Linked DNA regions of Zea mays: region 1 is linked to region 2. The links are chromatin contacts, called in public Hi-C maps. All regions are on one chromosome and are shown on one strand. The core of a region is the stretch at or near the end of the contact, and the rest is flanking DNA. Distances in the headings are between cores, read along the strand shown. Region 1 holds the start of LOC103633112. Region 2 holds the start of LOC100280079 (Folate synthesis bifunctional protein).

Region 1 (5,281 bases), core at 193-2,692, 210 kb after region 2:
AGTTTGGTTTTGACATTGTTATACATCTTGCTAGCTACTAGCTATAGGTTCTGTCTCTACCCAACCCTAGGTAGCAACAATAACATGTTTTTTTAATTTCATCTCAAGCAAGCAATCTCACTAGTACTTCTCACAGCTACATGTTATTATATGCTGACACACTTTCGCAACATGCATGAACCTAGCTAGCTAGAGCCTAGACCTAGACAAAGAACCTCTAGGCTCTACTAGCTAGCTCTCCTTTCCCGTCGTCCCGCTGTATTTTGGAAATCGATCGATCGGAAATTAAAGCCCCTTTAGTTCTTTATCTCCCTTTGCCTGCTTCTGCTTTGGTTCCTCATCATCTAGCTCGTTTCGTTCGTGTGCTTTGCCCCTGGAATTGGTTCCTTTGCCGCAGACATACAGTATATAGTAGAGGCTAGTTAACTTTGCAGCTAGCAGCACATGTTCTTGTTCTAATAATTAATTAAGAAGCAAATAAAAAGATTAACCTGCCGGAAATCGATCGGCGCCACTAGCTACTAGCAGGTAAAGGAAACTTATTAGATGCTAGAATATCTACTACTAGCTAGCAGGCAAAGCGAGGCCGCTTTGGAAGGCACTCGATCGATCATATCGGAGGACAAAGGGTAGTGGACGCATGCCCGGCCCCCTCTTATTATTTGCATTCATTCATTTCATCATCACCCGCCCGGCCGGCCGGCTCCGAATCGAATGAATATGCATGCAAATCTGGAGTATTTTAATTTATTTGATTGTGTTCATGGATGGATCAGAGACATGTAGGCATGCATGCATGTGCGCACGGAGATACGTTCGTGCTGCGTGTGTCTTGTCGTACTCACATGATGAGGACTTGGTTCCAGAGGTGGCTCTCGGCGGCGGCGGCGGCAGCGGCGGCGGCCTCAGCTCCACCCGCGGAGTCCAGGCTGAGCCCGGAGTGGTTGGTGAAGGACGCCACGGTGGCGTTGGAGGCCGAGAGACCGTCGGAGGACGTCGTCGCCCGTCCGCCATGCTGCTGCTGCTGCTGCGTCGTCGCTGCCGGCGCCATCGATACCGGGGGCGGCCACCTCGCCGCGGGGGACGGCGGCCACGCGCCGTAGGCAGCCGGGTGCTGCATGTCGCGCCACCAGGAGGAGGCCGACGGCGGCGTCTGGGGCGGCGGGGAGCTGGCGACGGAGGCCTCAGAGCCCTCCTGCGCCATGCACTGCATGCACGGCAGCTGGTGCAGCGCAGCCTAGCTACACGTACCTACTAGCTGATTAGACGACTAGCTGAGCTCCAATCCCTCGCTCTTGTTGCGCCGCGCCGTGCAGTGATGGGGGAGATCGACAACGAACGAGCGTGCATATATGAATGAATTTTTGCTTGCGCGTGCCTGTGCTGTGTGTGTGTGGAGGTCAGGTGATAGGAGGAGAGGACCACATCGCAGTGCAGCTTGTGTGGGACTACTAGCTTTTTAAAGGAGGAATGGATAGCTATGCCGTGGTGACGTCACCGGCCTGGCCTACCCTATAGCAGTATAGCAGCTGTCCCTGTCTATATGGCTTTGGACATCTCTATCCTTTTCGGCCAGGGGGGCTTTGGCGTTCGGCAGTAAGCGCGTGTGTCACACACCCTGCTTTTGTCACTAGTGCTATTACCTTGTCGCTAATCTTCCATGGCCCCCGAAATAATTATAGATATCAAGATATAGCTGCTGCTATTATCTGCTATAGTTGTTTAAAAAGGGTCTAGCCATAGCTGCTGCTATATCGATTCGGCGCCGGATATTGAAGGTGATGAAGAATTGGTTTTGTAGTAGACCGCCATTCTTCATCCGCTTCTTCTTGTCGTCATTCTTCTTGTGCGTCTTGAACGAGCCGGCAAATTCATCTTTTCGCTCTTTGTACTTCTTCCCCGAAGACACATTGATACTTTCCGACGGCATCTTCTCTTCACGCTTCTCTCTCGAGTGGGTCTTCTCGTTCTTGGCGACTTCTCTCGACATCATTTCGAGTGGTTACACTTTTAAATGAAGTGTCGGGCTCCGATACCAATTGAAAGTCACCTATTAAGGGGTGAATAAGCGAAATCTAAATTAACAACTTTAAATACAAACTTCAACCCTGGGTCAGCGTTAGAACAAGAATAGGATCAATCAAGGCGAGGGAGATGTGTTCTCTTCTTGCTTAGAGTTGCACTAATGATTACAGAATTACTTGGTTGCAACTCAAATTGATATGGGATCAATCACAAGCAAGAGAATAAGAGAGATGGGAGAGGAAGAAGCAAATCGCAAGTAAATGATCAAGCGCAACGGTGATTTGTTTCCCGAGGTTCGGTTCCAAAGAACCTACTCTCCGTTGAAGACTCCACTTAGGATGTGTCTCTTTCAACCATTTCCCTCTCCCAAATAGTCACGGAGATCGATTGAGTTTTCTTCTCTTCCCGGGGACACCAAGTCTCGCAAGGACCTCCACACAAAGAAACAAAGTCTCTTGCTTAGCTTTACAACTTGTGAGAATGGGGGTAAGAGCGAGAATGAAAACCAAATTAAGAGCACAAGAACTTGCAACACTCAAATGCACAAGTCGCTAAGTTTCTCAAACTCGAATCGATCGGATGCAACACTTGTATGGCTTTGAATGCGTATAAAGTGTTGCACTTGCATTATGTATGGTTGTTTGGTGTAGCTCTTGTAACTTCAATGTGCAGGCTGTCGTAAAAAGAGGGGTTCAAAAGTAGTTTCTGCGTGTACACTGGACCATGCACAGTATCGATATGGTGCATCACCGGATCGTCTGGCAATGTCTGGAGCAGTGACCATTCTGAGCTGTTAGGGACACCGGACCATGAACAGTGAAAGTCTGCGATGACCTCCGGACCCTGCCACGTCGATATAATCGTTTGAGAACAGTCGATCGTTGAATCTTGTTAGACGGTCAAGTGTGCCACCGAACCGGTTCAACAATCCAACTCTAAATTGCCCGAAATACAACCTCTCTACAACTTCGGTCTGATGCCGCACCAGACTGGGTCCTTGTACACCGGACCGGTCCGACGCTCTCTTCTGTTGAAAACCAGTTGCATCCCTCTTTGCGCACTCAGTCTGGTGCACCACCAAACCGGTCCACTGAGTAGCACATCCTCTAAATCATTTCGTGTCATTTTTAGATAACAAAGGATTAAGAATTTCATTATTTATTGATTGACTATTTTCAGAATGTCACCTCATGCACACATAAAAAGCCAGGTGATTAAACACATAGTACATCTTTCTAGCATGCATCGGCGACCACACATTTAATTACTAGTCAAACTTTTGTTGGCATGCAATACATGCATTGTTCATCTGCCTACACGATATTTTGGTTGCCGGCCGGCCGTGTTTGCCTCGTATATATACGTTGTGGTGTTATTGCCGAGCGCGATGAGTGTGCGTAAAGACTAATCTTGGATAGATGGTAGCAGTGAATAAGGTCGGTCAGATGTTTGGAAAGTATTTCTCCTTTGCCGGCCGCAGAATTCAAGCCCACACACGTACTGACTGCAGCATCCGTAGTCGCTTTCAGAGCACATCGTCTGCATGCTGCCCTTTGACATCCTTGTATGGTGTTGCAGCATGCACATCCCCTCGACCAATTCAAGTCCAAATCACATCCATATCGCCTTGGACTACTAAAAGCTATGTACCAAGATACATCAACGACACCGTGTATTGTACACACATATGTGACATTTCATTTCATCATGCATGGTATAGGTATCTAGACACCCATGCCTGTGAATGTGATACATATGCATTGGAATGACAGGGATAAGACTTGATATCTAATAAGTCAACCACCAGCTTAGTGAAGACATGCATGCATCAAACCTAGGTTGACTATTACTTAAATCTGCATGCATGGAAGACAGAGAAATTCTGCTGGTTAATAAACAAACAAACAAACAAAAAACTAGCATTTAATCTGTTTAACCTGTGTCAGCTGGTAGCAAATAATATACCAGGTGCTTAATGCTTTATGTTTTTTCTCACCATAAATAAAATGTATTTGCACTCTAGCAGTCTAGCTAGTAGACTTTTTTGAGAAATAATTTAATATTTTACGACCGTATGTAGTAGAACTGAGTTGACACCCTGACGCCGAAATTAGCGGGCGACACAAATAAATGGGACAACAGCAAAGGAGATCGATCGAGGAAGACGGCTTTACAAGACTTACTCGAAAACGCGTCTGAAATTATTGGGGGGGACATGATGACAAGCAAAGCAATAGATGTCAAGGTTGAAATCCCTTGTCGTTAAGGTTGAAGCCACCACCACCACAACAAGAAAAGCAGCATGCATGCTTCAGCTCGCTTGCATATGCCTTTTTCTCCTGCATCTCTCATACTCCACTATCTAGCCTTGCTGAGGCCGCCCATAGGCGGAGGTCAAAACTTAGTTAGGTAAAGATTCAATTTTTGAATAATGACTGGGTTTTATTTGCATGCTTGACCCGAGTAAATCCATATATATACCCGAATGGCTATCGTGCTCGGTGATGCGGACCACCACCACCAATTGTTTTGGCAAGGTAAAGGGGGGGGAGCGAAAAAGATAGATATGCTGACTAGCTAGCTGCTGAAGGAGATGTCTACACATGTTGATGTGGACGAGGACGACCAAAGGTAACTCACATGTACTACAAGCCATGATTGTCTTTGGGAACAACTTGTGCACTCTACTACTCCTCTAGAGCATACACACTACGGGAAACGTACGTACCTCTCTTTATTAGCGAGTGTCAACCACTCTGCAAAGAATTATTTGTTGAATGTTACTCTCAGTGAAGAATAACACTAGGCAACACGTAACTTTCTTCACCGAGTGCCAACCACTCGGCATACTCTGTTCCGGTAGTAGAGTTACTCCATGATGTCACTGTAATTGAAGGTACTCACTTCACCTTTGTTAATTTTTTGGCATAATAAACCAGATAATTAAGTTATATATACGCATGCATCGGCCCAACTCGGACGATGACGTCGTTAAATGATTTGTAATTAACGAATATTATTAATTATTAGAACCTATATATTGCTTCAATTCGTTCGGGCAGACAGGCACCTGTATATATGTGCATAATGTGGCATGCGCGTGCCATCGTGGGTGTTGCAATGATGCCACAACAATTTCAATCTGCAGGATCACTGCGCGGAGCGTGTGTGAGAAATTCCTGAGTTCATGGTGGGCTCAGATGAGATAGAGAATCCAGCGATAACGATGGAGCCAGGGCATGCTACAAATCATAAT
Region 2 (5,241 bases), core at 2,595-5,094:
TCGGCCAAGACCAACGCTTGCCTACTCCACGTTGTGGCGTCCCAACGGACGAGGGTTGCAATCAACCCCTCTCAAGCGGTCCAAAGACCAACTTGAATACCACGGTGTTTTGTTTTGCCTTTCAATATCCCGTTTGCGAGGAATCTCCACAACTTGGAGTCTCTCGCCCTTACACTTGAGATTCACAAAGAAATACGGAGTAAGGGTGGGAATGAGCAACACACACAAGACTTCAAAAGATCAGAGCAACAACACGCACACAAGCAGCAACAAGAGCTCGCAACACAACTCAAAGAGTTCACAACTCCACAAGAGCTCTATATGCTATCACAATGAAACGAATGCGTGAAATCAATGTCTTGGTGCTTAGGAATGTTGTAGGAATGCTTGGTGTTCTCCTCCATGCGCCTAAGGGTCCCTTTTATAGCCCCAAGGCAGCTAGGAGCCGTTGAGAACAAATCTGGAAGGCCATCCTTGCCTTCTGTCGTCGGGCGCACCGGACAGTCCGGTGCACACCGGACACTGTCCGGTGCCCGATTTCTTTCCTTAAAAGGCGCAGCCGACCGTTGCCGACCGTTGCAGATCTGGCGCACCGGACAGTCCGGTGCACACCGGACAGTCCGGTGCCCCCTTCCGACCGTTGGCCAGACCACGTGTCGCGCGCAGATTCCGCGGCCGACCGTTGGCTCGGCCGACCGTTGGCTCACCGGACAGTCCGGTGCACACCGGACAGTCTGGTGAATTTTAGCCGCACGCCGTCGGCAAATTCCCGAGAGCGGCGTCTTCAGGTCGAGGCAGCCTGGCGCACCGGACACTGTCCGGTGCACCACCGGACAGTCCGGTGCCCCAGACCGAAACAGCCTGTTGGCTGCACACAGCCAACATTCTCCTTTTCTTCTTCTTTCTGTTTCTAACACTTAGACAAATATATTAGTACACAAAACCAATGTACTAAGGCTTAGAAACATACCTTTACTTGTGATTTGCACTTTGTTCATCCATGGGCATATATTCACATTTAAGCACTTGTGTTGACACTCAATCACCAAAATACTTAGAAATGGCCCAAATGCACATTTCCCTTTCAGCAATGTGGATCAAAATGTCTTTTTTTCTTAAAAAATGCTACTATTTACCCTTTTAAATTTAAATAACAATATAGTCCTCAACCTTATAAATATCTATAATCACAATATGTAAATGTATTGCTGTTGCAACACATAAAACTCATGTGCACTAATCCGCGCTAATGACTAGTAAGGTATAGATAGATGCCGCTCAGAAAGTACGAAAGATGGCTTTAAAATTTTTAAATGTTTCTTCTCGTATAGTGTCATAGGGCATTGAAATTTTCAAGATGGCTTACATGAATAGTCCATGTGACATTCTCATGTAAACTTGAATATGTGTATGGGACTGGGTTTTGATAAAAGTTAGTTTCTTCAAATATAAAACAATATGTTTTGAGCTAAGTTACCACTACAGCCTTATTTACTGAGAGGTATAAACATCTTATTATTAGCTGATAGTTGATCCATATAGTCTTTGTGTGTGAATATAAGAAAAATAGATTAGAGGGCGCTCTATCCAGCACAAAGGAAAAAAAAACAAAGTTCTAAGGATTTAATAAACTATTTAGCACAATTTTTGAAAGGTAGAGTGCGAGACAGATAGAGCAACAAAGCAACGATCAGACCAGACACAGGGGGTGGTCATAATTTACATTGAAGTTGCAGCTAGTTTCTGTTTCAGCAAGTTACCATGCATAGATGTGTAACACAGTATAATAATCAGACCTATCACAACATGAAGCTGATCCAAAATAAGGTGATATGGTCTAAGTCAAGTCTATGTTATGTGCCGCATGTTGGGACACACAACAACAGGAGATATATACATGGTATTGCTAAACATAGCTTGGTTGATGCAATTCACATAGTTATGTACATAGAGTTTAGCAACCTACAGGTCCACTTCAATCCACAAAAGCTAAGCGAACTGTCCATCCAGCTTAAGCATATGATGTGTAGTGTTCCAACTCTAGATCTGTAGAAGCTGCAAATAATAAATACAGGAATGTGAGTATAAAATGGTACATGTATGTATACAATACGTGCAAAGGTAACCAATAAACTTTAACAAAAGCATAGGCAAAAATATCGAGCAGGCAAAACACGCGGCATACCAGGTAAGCAGCCTATTCATATACTATAAGAACTCCACATAAAGCATAAGGGAGCACCAAGGGCTGAATCCGAACTAATCCACCTGAATTTTGAGATGATAACAAAAAACATGGCAGGTGGCAACAACAAAAAACGCTAGGAACAGCATGCACACAGCAAAGCAGAGCTTTCCATGGCACGAACATGTGCAAATATATATAAATAAGACAGCTAAGTAAGTTCCAAGCACACCTCAGTTATTGCTATATTTCTTGTTTTCATGCTTAGAACTCTAATACAAGCATCCTAATTTAATGCAGGAGTGTTTCGTATGCGCTATGAGATGAAGTATTGGTTCTGGGCACCTTTGGTGGTTTTGGCAATGAAGAACAGATGGAAAGGAGTAGATATTTTTCTTAGGATAAGGATCAGAGATACTGCCTACATGAATTGTAAATGGTTGTCCAAGTGCTCACTCAGCAGGCTTAGCACAGTTGTCCATGTTTTTCCTTCTGGCTCAAGGTCGTCGAGGTACGAACCCTCAGCCCGACCGGCCGACCTCCCTTGCACTATCTCGCTGCCCACATAGATAACAGTCCATCTCTCTATGTCGGCGATCGGGGGGCCAAGATCGTGGCAACAGGACAATCGGATGAGCAGTCTACCTTCTAAGCCTTATACGTCAATAGTGCCTATTTATCTTTTTTGCCAGCCTAGAAAAAAAGTTCGAGACTTGTGAGTCGGCTCGACTCGGAGAGGCTCGTGAACCTGAATGAGTCTTAGCCGAGCCTACTTTTTTGCTCACTCAAACAGTCAGTCGAACCCAGCCGAGCTTTGATTGTTTTTTTTTTTGGCACATGTAGAAGAATAGGAAGCGTCAATAGAGCTCCGTTGGATGATTGTTTTTTTCTCTAAATTAAGGTTCAAGATTAAAGTTATTGAAATCTGTTGGAGATGCTCTTACAATGTGTCACACAAAATTTTAATCAGGAATTTAGAATGAACGACGGACTTCGTAGGCAGCATGTGTATACAATCTGTGACAATTATTTTTTTCTTTGTCTAGGACTCTAGAAGTACTAGCTAATCTTGGGCCATTGGGTGGAAGGCTCAAAGCAATACTTGGCCCAGCCCAAAAAATATCATCAGTGGAAAAAAAAAACTAATCCCTAACCTACCGCTCGCCATCCACCAAGCCGCCACCGAGCCTCCCAGTCCCAGTCCGCGCGCCCGGCGCCTCCCTCGAGCGCCTCTGTCCTCCGTCGGCCGTCGCACTGTGCCCCCGTCCGCCTCCGGCCTCCGCCAACCCGCGTCCGCCCACGACTAGGCGGCTCTGGGCAGGTCCTTCCACAAAGGTGAGAGCACAACCCGTTCCAATTTCGTAGAAGCAATAAGCAGATTCCTTGATATATATCAGAGTTGTTGCTATCGCATGTTTGTGATTCTGCATCTGCTGCACACACGTCCCATGAAGGAGTCATCAGTGATGTGACATGGAGGTGGCGGATGGTCGTCCACTCCTCCTACCTAGTGACGCATTCGTGGCAGCCAAAAGTGAATCATCCGTAGGCGCACTAAATGGATCCATTTTAGCCTAGCACAAGAGGGAAACAGGAAAAAAAAAAGAAAAACAAAAAAGCCCACGTACCGCCCAAGTCCCCAACACGCTAAGATTAACCTAACCAGCTGCCTCTCCTCTCTCTCCTAGGCTTTCAGCCGCTCTCCTAGTCTCCTACTCTCCTCTCAGCCGTCGCCGTCGCTCTCCACACCGCTCTCCTCTCTCCTCCGAGCCGCAGCTCTTCTCTCTCCCTCTCCCCTGCGTGCCGCCACTGCGGGCACCCTGCACGCCGCCGCTGCGTGGCCCTACACGCCACCGCTACGGGTGCCCTACGCGCCGCCGTCACTGCTCCAGCTCTCCTCTGTTTCCCAGCCAATGCCGCCGCTCTAACTCCCCAAGGCATCGCCCCGACGACGGCTCAACGAAGCCCCGTCGACGCCTCGCGGACGCCCTGCGCCGCAGCGGGCGCTTTACGCTCCATGGCAAGGCGCGTTAGATGCCTCAGGTTCCACAGGCGCCTTAGCGCCTAAGCGACGCTAAGGCGGCGCTTCAGATAAGCATGCTTTTGAATAAGGTACTTTTCTATATTCATCGCTTAGTTTGTAGCTATGAATTATTTTAGACTGTGTTGTGATTTTTTTTTTCTTTCGTCACTACGTTAGCAACACCTTGATTTTGGCGCGTCCTCCGCCGCTAGGAAGAGCTTCCTGATTTGCGAGAGAGCTATTTGATCACTTGTATTGCCTCGTTGGACTGATAGTTAGTCACAATGGCAGTGGACCAATTTCATGTTTCCCCAGCAGTTTCAAGCAGCAAAAGGATCCCACAGCAAAACACTTGAGCTGACAAGCTCTCTTGCTGTCTTGCATAAGCTTGTAGCACCTTTTTGTTTGGGGAGGTTTGCTAGAGAACTTCTGTATTTTCGTTCATTAATTTCTTCTGGTATATCTCATCAGCTATCATTAGGGAAAAAAAACCTCTTGCTTGTTCCAACATCAAACTTCAAAGCTATATGTCTCCATTGCTGCAGATTTTTTTCATCTGTCAGACTCTCTTTTGGGTGCATGATTGGAACTTTGGTAACCAAGTTTTAGCTTTTGGTTATGCTTGTTCAGCCTCACATTTGTCTGTGTTTTGCCTGTTACCAGATGTGAAGGATTAAAGCTCATGTGAAAGATTCTAAGACTACAATTGGTATCAAGCGGTTGCTTTCTTATTTCTCATACGCTCAACCATGCTCCTGCATGCTAAGGATTCAGTTAGGAAGATGCATTCAGTTGCTAAGAACTACTTTGGTACAATTCTAGCTTTCAATTTAAATCCACTAACATGCAATTAAAAACAACTAAGCCTCTAATGTCTAACTCACCCCTTCCTATTTTTTTGACAGTGTCTGATCTTACTCATCCTCCAAGATCCTTGAACAGAGCTTCCAGACATGTTGTTCCATTCAAGACCCGTTTCTTTACTCATTGCTCACTTGAGAGCCGTTCAGTTGACCAAGAGATTGTGATTGCT

The links. A called contact is a pair of places that touch in the nucleus more often than the background predicts.
Region 1: a contact with region 2 is called in a Hi-C map of ear, with 2.3 times the contacts expected there. The contact joins the promoter of LOC103633112 here to the promoter of LOC100280079 in region 2. A contact is called at or near these places in 2 of 25 Hi-C or Micro-C datasets (ear and tassel).

Annotation. Positions count from the first base shown.
Region 1 is chr7:150,671,569-150,676,849 of Zm-B73-REFERENCE-NAM-5.0, forward strand. It overlaps LOC103633112, which reads right to left and starts at 1,443. Exons shown (of 7, transcript XM_020541208.1): 1 at 846-1,443. The coding sequence starts at 1,213.
Region 2 is chr7:150,454,534-150,459,774 of Zm-B73-REFERENCE-NAM-5.0, forward strand. LOC100280079 (Folate synthesis bifunctional protein) reads left to right here and starts at 3,845. Exons shown (of 3, transcript NM_001153018.1): 1 at 3,845-4,297; 2 at 4,872-5,018; 3 at 5,114-5,241. The coding sequence starts at 4,958.